Regions from separate parts of the Gossypium hirsutum genome. Here region 1 is linked to region 2. A link is a contact called in public Hi-C data. All regions are on one chromosome and are shown on one strand. The core of a region is the stretch at or near the end of the contact, and the rest is flanking DNA. Distances in the headings are between cores, read along the strand shown.

What was found. Hi-C and Micro-C count contacts between places; a contact is called where the count stands out from the background.
Region 1: a Hi-C map of leaf shows a contact between it and region 2, with 2.6 times the contacts expected there. The contact joins the promoter of LOC107956987 here to the promoter of LOC107957043 in region 2. A contact is called at or near these places in 18 of 34 Hi-C or Micro-C datasets (anther, callus, fibers and 3 more).

The regions. Positions count from the first base shown.
Region 1 is chrA05:84,527,610-84,532,931 of Gossypium_hirsutum_v2.1, forward strand. LOC107956987 (transcription and mRNA export factor ENY2) reads right to left here and starts at 2,147. Exons shown (of 5, transcript XM_016892413.2): 1 at 1,400-2,147; 2 at 1,220-1,307; 3 at 1,018-1,112; 4 at 129-205. The coding sequence starts at 1,401.
Region 2 is chrA05:84,371,758-84,376,855 of Gossypium_hirsutum_v2.1, forward strand. LOC107957043 (mitochondrial import receptor subunit TOM20) reads right to left here and starts at 2,641. Exons shown (of 6, transcript XM_016892476.2): 1 at 2,336-2,641; 2 at 2,172-2,250; 3 at 1,881-2,050; 4 at 1,733-1,780; 5 at 1,235-1,330; 6 at 1-32. The coding sequence starts at 2,431.

The DNA of each region.
Region 1 (5,322 bases), core at 897-3,396, 160 kb after region 2:
CAAAATCGAGGATCTTTCTTTGGTATGAACTAATTCTCTCTACTCTAATTGATCCATTGCTTCAACTTATGGAATGCTGATAAGGGCAAGTATAACAATAGAGGGAAAAAAAAAATACTAATTCTTACCTCTGCCTTTTGGGGTGATCAAATGAACAAGGTCATCCACAGTGACATTATTTCTTCCTTTCTTCTTAACATATGCTCTGTCATTCATCAAAATGGAAGAGATTTCTATAAAGTATCATAAAGATTTCACATAGAGATGATGCATAAAAGGAAATTGAATACGTTGCAATCAACTTAAATGCCAAGCAAAACAAATCGATTCTTGGATAAAGAACTAATTTCTCTATCTCACGGCACTTCATCCCCCTGGTTTTCTTTCCATGAAAATAAATAGCCCACAAAAGCTATACAGCTTTACATAACTATAAAGAAACTTATTGCGGCATTGATTAGTCATTATCTAAAACACCACAACACATCGCTAGACACAATTTGACGCATCACCATCCTAAACATCTTTTAGCCATTGTCGTAACAGAAAACATAAAAGTAAGAAAAACTCAGCATATCACTTATATTTGGGACCGGGCACTGGCATCACAATCTGGCTCTAAGATTATCCACTTCCACATCAATACAAAGTAGGAAGCAACAAGTGAAGTCTTAAGAACCCCATGACAAATTTTTTCCCCATTGATCAACTACTTAATTTGATCCACTTTTTCTAAAAAAAGAAACTATTTATAAAGTATTAAACAAGCCATGACTTAATTCTAATTTCCTTATCTAAGAAGAACTTGAAAATTCTCTTAATTTTCGGATACTATGAATTTTAATCCTTAGATTAATTATAACTAAGCCAACACAAAAAATGATAGGTTAAACGATTAGAAAGAAGATCAATTGCAGATAAATACACAAATTAATATTTGAAGCAAGGCAGTTCAAAGTTTAAACAATAACTGGATACAAAGGAGACAGTAAAAATAGTGGGGAAAAGAAAAAAAACCTGCAAAGAGCTTTCATCTCATCCTTCCATCCACATTCTATAAGTCTTTCTCTTAACATTTCCATTAATCTCTCTTTTTCCCCGCTTTCAATTAACTACCAAATTCAATTAAATCATAGTAAATAAATAAGAACCTCCCCACCCCCCCCCAAAAAAAAAAGAAAAAAGAAAATATGAAATAATAAAAAGAAGGGAAAAGAACCTTGATATTAATAATTTCTTGAAGGATGGGTTCATTCCCTTGATCTTCTGCACCATCAGGGGTTGGAGGCCGATTTACTGAATGTTTCCTGTTGAGGGATTTTAAAAAAAAAAATTAAAGATTCGATTTTGATTATGATTTAGTTAAATTGAAGAAAAAAAAAACAAGAAATTTACTTACATGATGTTAAATTAAATCTCTCAAAATAGAAATGAAAATTTGTGAGGAAATTGGAGAAATTTTTGTACTTCGAAACAGCTAGAAACCAAAGAAAAAAAGAAGGGATTTTAAATTTTTTTCCTCGGCCTACACCGTCACCTAGAAACGACAACGTAGGGGATATTTCAGACGAAGGAAGTATTTTACCAGATTTGCCCCTAGATTTAGTTGCATTTTACAAGGCCATCTCTTGAAGCCTTTTTCAAGGATGGACACAGGCCCTTCACATAAAGAATTCCATAGCTGTTAGCTTGTTAGGCCTTAGATTTAGATACTGCCTTTAGTATAAGAATTTCGTTGGAACTCTTTTGATATTAGAGAAAGATAAATGTAGGACCCTAACCCTCAGATCTTACTAATATGGAACACCTATGAGGCTATGACAACAAAGTGTCCAATTGCCCATCCATGTATATTGGGTAGCTGTTTTTATGTCTCTCTTTGTTTTTTTTCATTGAATTGCAGATGGATTCAGCTGCATATGTCCAACTTGAACAGGTGCTAGATATTTGTGGAACCTAAGAGCCATTTCCAAACACTCGATGGGACTGAGTTCATGTTCGCGTGGGGCACTAGGAACAGATAAATAACTTGGCTAGCATCCTCAAGTATGTGGCTAACTTTCCTGATTGTGCAAAGAACAGTATTACGTAGTCCCGGTAATGCTGTTTTAGTGGTTTCTTATGTAATCTATGGAAGAAAATTGAGTGGTTGAAAACTTTGCATCTTGGTCGCTTTCATATTCTGTGTTAAGATCATGTGACCGTCACTGTTCCCTAGTATTGCTAATTTAATGCTGTTTTTGAGGCTCATATTGTGCCATCCTACAATAATGGCATCTGCTGAAAAAAAAAAAAAAACTCTCTCAAGCAGCTCTAGGGTAGAGGTGATCATGGGCCGGACCGGGCCGGGTTTGGGCCGAGCCCATATAAATTTTCAGGCCCATCTATTAGACTCGGGCCCGGCCCGGCCCGAAATATGGGCCTAAAATTTTGCCCAAGCCCGGCTCGAAATAAAATTACTAAGTCCGAGCCCGGCCCGGCCCGGCCCATATTAAATTTTTTTTATTTCATTAAATAAAAAAAGTTTAAAAATATAATAAATCAAATATATTTAAAAACATAAAAACAAATATTAAAACAAATAAAAATAATACTAAAACAATTCTTAAAACAATACACAAATTAAAAATATAATAAAAAATAGTTATATTAAAAATTTAAAATAATTAAAAATAATATATATATTAATATATAATTCGGGCCGGGCTCGGGCCAAAAAACCCTTACCCGAGGCCTAGCCTGTTTTCTAAACGGGCCTCGTTTTTTTGCCTAAGCCCATTTTTCGGGCCTATATTTTTACCCAAACTCTCCCATTTTTCGGGCGGGCCTTCGGGCCGGGCTGGGCCGCCCAGCCCATGATCAGCTCTACTCTAGGGTCATTGGTATGATAATGGGATTTCCTTGTCTTAGCCAAGTAGTCAAGTAGCTAAATTGCTGACTGTTGTATAGAAAGCTGCATCTGTGGCCAGGTCTCTCCCCCCCACTATTATTGTCCCCCACTCGGATGACATGTATGCAATCTACCTATGTTGCCTCAACCTTTTATTGTTCTCGAAGCATTAAAATTCGACTATGGTACCTAACTTATATCCAAACATGAGTATAACGATTGGAATCTACCCAATTAAGCAACAAACTAATAAAAATAGTGGAAGAAATTGAAAAATTAAACACACAAATTTAACGTGAAAAAATTCCTCCAAAGAGAATAAAAAACTACGGATAAAGATAATTTTAATATAATGGCAAAAGAACGAATAGTACAAAAGATGGAGATAAAAATTAAATCTCAAAACCCGAAAAAAAAACCCTCAAAACGTAATCACAAAATTCTCTAAAAGTGTTATGAGTTATAATCTTTTAATGGGTGTGTTTTCTAATGTTGTAAAAGAGCTTATTTATAAGCTAAATTTATATGTCAAATAAATTATGCTAATAAATGCTTAATATATTATACTAATAAATACTAAATCTTGTAGAAAGAAAATATATTTTGTTTAACTTAACTTGCAAGCAATCTCTTATATTAGTTAATAGGAATTTGGGTCACACAACTCTAACAATAGATAAATGATGTTTCCAAATATACAAAAAAAAAAACTTATTGATGCTGCCAATTGCAATATTTAGTATCAATTCACATTGCAACTGAACAAGTTATAATTTGTTTATTTTGTTTGCATAATTGACTGAATTAAAGCGTTTCTTTTTGTGCATCTTTTTAAGGAATCTCATGTAGCAAATTTCATGATTAATACTGAGGAAGAAATTCAGTCAACCACGTACAATTCAAAGTAATCTAATGTGATTGGCTAACTTTATTTATAAAGATATGCAATCAAAAAAGTTCAATTGTAAGGGATCTTTACTTTATCTCATTCCATAATGAAAATTTTGATTGAGACGAAATCACATTGGTTAATTCTAATTACACTAGTTTGGTTTACAAGTCTACAAAATGCTTATATAAAAGAGACTTTTTACGTTTTGTGTGTGAAAATTAAAGAACTTACTTTATTTTTTACTCTAAACATTTGCAAGTGTTTTTATGTTGTAAAGAAATTGTTCTATCAATTTGGACTAAGCTTTCACAAGGGAAAGTACTAGTGAGAGAGTTAAATCTTTTATAATTGTACAGGAGTGAGGTTATAATTAGTATGAGTGAGGTAGAGCTTAAATCATTTATTGTACTATTGATATTATAGTGGATACTCTGTAGCAAAGCTGACACACGTAAAATTGGATCCGAATTGCATAATCAATTTACTATGGTCCCTATTTACATTCTCAGTCTTTAATTGTTCAATTAGTTACAACTTAAATAACAACTAAATCCACAACTCAACACTTTCAATTGATATTAGAGCTAGATACCAACGAATTTGGTTATGATATTGCTTTTGATTTTCTAAAACATGGAAGGAAACACGATCTCCAAGACACCCATGCTCATTGGCTCATATTACACCTATTGAAAAATATATATAAGGGCATTTATCAAGTCAATAGGCAAGAGAGTGTAGAGAGTTGTTCTTACAGGTTAGGAACCACTACTTGATATTGTTAATGGTGTCAGTGCTCTTAAACCAAATAATACTTGGACCACTAAGGATCTTAAAATGTAATTTTTAATAGTATATATTCTAGGAATATGTATATATTTTAAATTTATTTAGGTAGATAAATCTTATTTAGGTAGATAAGTTTTATTCATATTCTAGGAATATTTTTATTTTATCTTTTAGTAGTTTATTAGAGTAAGGGAACTATTTTCTTTTATGTTTTAGTAGTTTATTAGAATAAGAGAACTATCTTCCCAATTAGGATTATGACCATTTTCTCTATTTAAGTTCAGTTCTTTAGTTAATAATAGAGAACAGTTTTATTAAAAGCTCTCTTGAAAACTTTCATGGCATCTGAGTTAGGTTAAATCTCTAGTAACATCATGGTTAAAATAGCCTTCACTGGAGATAAGAGGTCCAGCAATCAAACAGAGGAAGAAAGTTCTACCGTTGAAACAACTACTGAGAGTACAATAACTCAAGGGACAGAAGCCTCTCACCTTTCTTTTCAACTGACATCTCACAAGTTGAATGGCAAGAATTATCTGGAATGGTCATAGTCCGTAAAATTAGCAATTGATGGGCGCGGCAAGCTAGGTCATTTAAATGGAGAAGTCGAGCAACCACAGGTAGGTTATCCAAAGATGAGCAAGTGGAGGTCAGAAAATTCTATGATAATTGTGTGGCTTATTAATTCCATGGAAGCATCCGTAGGTAAACCTTTTCTTTTTCTCCCAACGGGTAAAGATGTTTGAGAAGC
Region 2 (5,098 bases), core at 1,391-3,890:
AGATCACTGCTGGTCTTATTCTTTGTAGCAGTCTGCAAGATGGTAGACAGAATTCGTAAGAAAAACAAAAGCAGATGCAAAAAGGGTCATCAGAAAAGAGCATGCCCTCAACAGAACACCAATATACAAGATAAGCACTTCAAATGAAACAAACTTGAAATAGTTTTAAACAATCACACCTACAAACTGGGACCTGGGAGTGAATAAAATAGCCAGGATACTATTCCCAGCACAATAATCCTCTTATTCGGCGCAAAAAGAATTTCACAGGAAATGGAGAAAATCCACTAGTTCAGATCAGAATCCCACGAGTGAGTTACATGAACCCTTTATCTCCATCACACTGGATTGATGTTTATACTATGATGTAGACTCCTTTCAACAATATGTGCAACTGTATGTCAGATCTTTTGCATGCTTTATCCCTCTCCATTCTACATTGCTTCCATTAAAACAAAATGACGCCGGCATACAAAAGATCCAACATCTACATCATACATGATTCAATCACCAAAAGCATTCTCCTAAATTACACCCTGCTACAGCTGCTTTCCTCATTTCAGTCATGCTATGTTTCTAACTGCCTGATGCATATTGACATAAAGCATTGTTGGTCCTTTGCCACAGTATAAATTTCTCTTGTGATTAGATGTCACACATTTCTCCAAAGCAATTTCATCTCATCCTACTCTAATCTTAAAGATTAATTGATTACCACTCTGCATCAGCTCTCCTTCACCAATCAAACCTAATGTCGAAAAATAACCTCTCATGCACAATTTCTCACACTCAGATCTCTAAAGAAATATAAATAATAACCATCAAACTAAGCTACATATCTCTCAAAGCAATAATTCTATAATAAAAGACAGAAACCATAGGCCAGAACCCGCTCTAAGGGGCTTGGGCATGCACTTGAATATGATGCATGTTATACATAAAAGAGTAAATCCCTTAAATTAACCATAATATGACTGCAATCCATAGAACGTTCTGACTTCTTCCTCAGAAAATATAGAAGATATCAAATGTAAATCAACAGAAAACAAAGACTAAAGACCAACTAACTAACCTTGATCTTTTAAAACGCATATGTAAATAGTGCAAAATAATCAATCTATTAAGCAGCACATTACAACACAAGCCACATAGAGATTATAGGAGAAAAAGAAGGGGAAGGGAAAGTGCAGATATGAAGAAGGGAAACATAAAGGGAAAAAACTAAGAAGATTGCCTTTGTTGAATTGGAGGAAGTAGAAGTAGAAGGTCCAGCCCCAAGCGTCTGTTGACCTAAACCATGCTTAATGATTTCCTGGTGTAATTCTGGAGCCTGAGGAAAAAGAAAAGGATGCTTTTAATACAGAAACAATTAAATGCACTCGAGTGAAATAAAAGTAAGGAGGACCACAAAGAACAAACTGCATACGGCTCATTTTGAACTTTGAACTTGATACCTCCCCTCACAGGCTTTAAGCGCAAAATTTCTAATCAATTGACCGTTTACAAACTAATCAACAGTTAACATTTCCTAATATATGTATCACTACAAATCCATCTAAGAAGTAATGAAATATAATACATTCCTCCCATCAATATTAAACAAGGTCCACGCCACATTTTCACAACAAAATACAATAAGTTGTAGTAGCTATTAAAAGATATATATCACAAGAAACACGGAGCATTACCCAAGATTCATTAACCCAATATAAAGAAAAGAGAGAGGAAATACCTTGGCAGATATTTCTAAAGACTTAAGGTAAATGTCATTGCTCGGGTCCTACATATATGCATCACAAAGCAAACATGTCAAGAAAGTATATACATAGTCAGAATCAAAACTATGGCGACCAACATTTACTAAATGAAAATTAAATTACCTCATCGACTGCTTGCTGGAAATATTGAGCAGCCTTTTCGAAATAAGGCCTTGCCTCGTCCTCCTTGTTAGTCAGAAACGCAAAAGAAGTCTGAGCATTTCCCAAGCACCATAAAGCATCATGCTTTCTAGGGTTAATAGATAAAGCCTCCTCTAGTTTCGAAATAGCATCTATTTAAAGAAGAAAAAAATTCATATCTAATCTAAATTAGTTGCTTTACCAATTACAATAAATTTCAATAGCCAATAAAACAAATTATTGGATTCAAAAAATATATATATATTAAAGAACCTTGAATCATTTTCTGAGAATCTGGAACGCTTTGAAACTGAGACAACTCCAGTAAAGCTCCGGCCCATCTGGTCAAATTCTGCCAAGAAAACAAGATTTTAAACAATAGCCAAAAAATCATTTTAATTAGAAAAAGAAAAGATCGAAGGAAGCAGAAAGCGAACATCGGCATCGAGAGGATTGGAAGCGTAAGTAGCCTCGGAAATTTTACGAGCTTGCTCGAAAAAGAGCAACCTATCGAGATCGTTGGACATTTCCATGGCTTTGGTTTCCGGTTAAATCTTTAGTATGAATTATCTGTACGGACAAATGTTAGAGCGTATCCAAATCAAGACTCCGTGTCTTTGGAAGGAGCCCTAAAGACTTTGACAGAGTGAATCTTTCTTTACTTCAGCATCTGCAATATTCTTATTTTATTTTCCTCCTTTAAAATTGGGCTCTTTGAGAATGGGCTTCTTGTTCTAAATGAAACCTTTGCTACAATACAACCACCGTTAGTATTTATTTGGATCTTTATTACACCTAATATTTCTTTTTGCTTCAGTGCACTTAAACTCACGTCTTTTTGCATTAGTAATAATATCTATACCAATCGAATTAAGACTCAATCGACGAATCATAAACAATTTTAAATAAGTAGTTTTCGCGTTTGGAGTTAAATGACATTTTTAACCTTTTTTTTTAAGAATTTAACTTTAACTTATGATCCATTCTGTATTTTATGTAATATTTATTTTCGGTATACAATTGTTTTTCTATTGAAATTTATTTCAAGTATATAATATTATATATTTAAATTTTAAATGATTATATTTTAATATGTAAAATATAGTTTATATATTCAAATTGAATTTTAAAATATTTAAATTTATATTTCATATATCAAAATATTAATAAATGAGTTACAATAAATTATTTTTTATATCCTTATTAAAGTATCATAATATTAACAAATTTATACATTATTTAATGCATATTTTTACTTTACAATATCATGTCTGAAATAGATATTTTATTTTTCAAAAATATTTTTTGACAGTAATACTAAACACTTTAATTTTAAGCCAAATTTTTTAAAAACATTTTTTCATATCACTTTTCAAAACCATTTTTCAAAAGTAATGAAAAATAACCCTAAATCTTTCCCCTTGAAAGTTTAGTTGTAAAGCAAGTGTCTCGCTTGAATTTACTCACAAAAATGTACTCAAAACACAAGTTCCTAAATTGAACAAAGATAAGTGCTCTTAGTTATGTTCTACCTAGAACAAGCCATTCATATATTAGAGTTTTAACTTCCTAAGATTAAGGTGGTCAATTTCATTCCAGTATCAACCGAAATGCTTTGTTTCGACAATAAACCAGTGTTAGGTTTGTAAAATAAGTCTAAAAATAAAACTTAATAAACCAGGATATATCATGTCAAATCATCAAGAATAAATCAAGAACAAAACTAGATGCAAAAGCGTACCTAAATCCTTGAATTCCTTGAAATTTTTTCGGATCTTGGGGATTTGATCTTCCAAATTACCACACAAAAAATTCAGAGAATATTTGCTCTCTCTTTTCTAAGGATGAGATATTAGAAAAGATATATTGTTGTGTAATTTAGGGACCATAATCCTAATATGTATAACCTTGGCATATTAGTTCTAATTCCTAATTAACCCATCATTAATTAGAATTTGATTAGAACTCAATTACTAGAGTATCTACACATATTTGACCCATACTTTATTTAATAATTCAAGCCTGATAAAACTTTAATCAAATTAGATCACTTTTATTCGAGCTAACCTATCATGATAGTAAATAATAACATGTAATTATCCTTATTATATATGTGATGTCCATATTTTCCAACAATCCCCCACTTGGAGCACATATATATACTAATTACTCTATAATTACATGTCATTATATAACCTTATGAGCTCAAAATTTTACTATCATATCCAAAAGGTATTCCGAACAATCTTGTCCATTAATTATGTTAACATAGAACCAAGGCGACTTTCCTTACATATATAGTAACTAAATCCATCCATGGTCACGTATATTTACACAACCAAATGACATAGATCAAGTATGGATGTGTAGCATGGGAATTATATGCAATATGATCTAAACATGTCTATTTCCAACTGATCCTATTTAGTGAGATCAAACCTTACCAAAATCAAAGTGTGAATAAACCAAATAAATTTTATTTCTGCAAAAAATAAACTTAATATCTTTAAACTGAAATAACTGAAAATGTGTCTATAACATAAAAGCATTTAAAAGTACAAACTCCTACTAAAACCAAATATCCTTTAAATGACATTACACCCATATAGGTAGTGTGCTCTTATAAAACTTTAGGTGTAGTTCCTTAGTAAGCATATCCGCAATCATGGAGTTTGTCCTAATATGCTTTATAAGCACCTAACCACTCTGAACTTTTACTTTAATAACTAGGAACTCAAAGTTTATGTGTTTTTACTTTGATGTGCTCCTATTGCTATTGGAATAAAAGACTGCAATTTGTTTTCACAATTTGCACCTTAGTGACAAAATCTTGTATCCATATTCCATCAAAATCGGAGTCTATATATCTGATGATCTCTAACTAATTAGACCTCCGATATCTAAGCATGTAATCTTTTGTTTTCTAAAAATACCTTATAACCCTCTTAGATGCTATCCAATGTTCCAAACCAGGGTTGCTTAAAATATTTGCCTAACATCCTAATAGTGTACATAATATTCCAATGTATACAAACCTGAACGTACAATAGACTTTCCACTGCTAAAATGTAAAAAATCTAATGCATTTTTGTAATCTCAAAATCATTCTTAGGGCATTGATTGAGGCTATACTTATTATTGACAAACAGTATGTCATTAACATATAGAACCTTACTCTCACTAAACTTTTGGTATATATG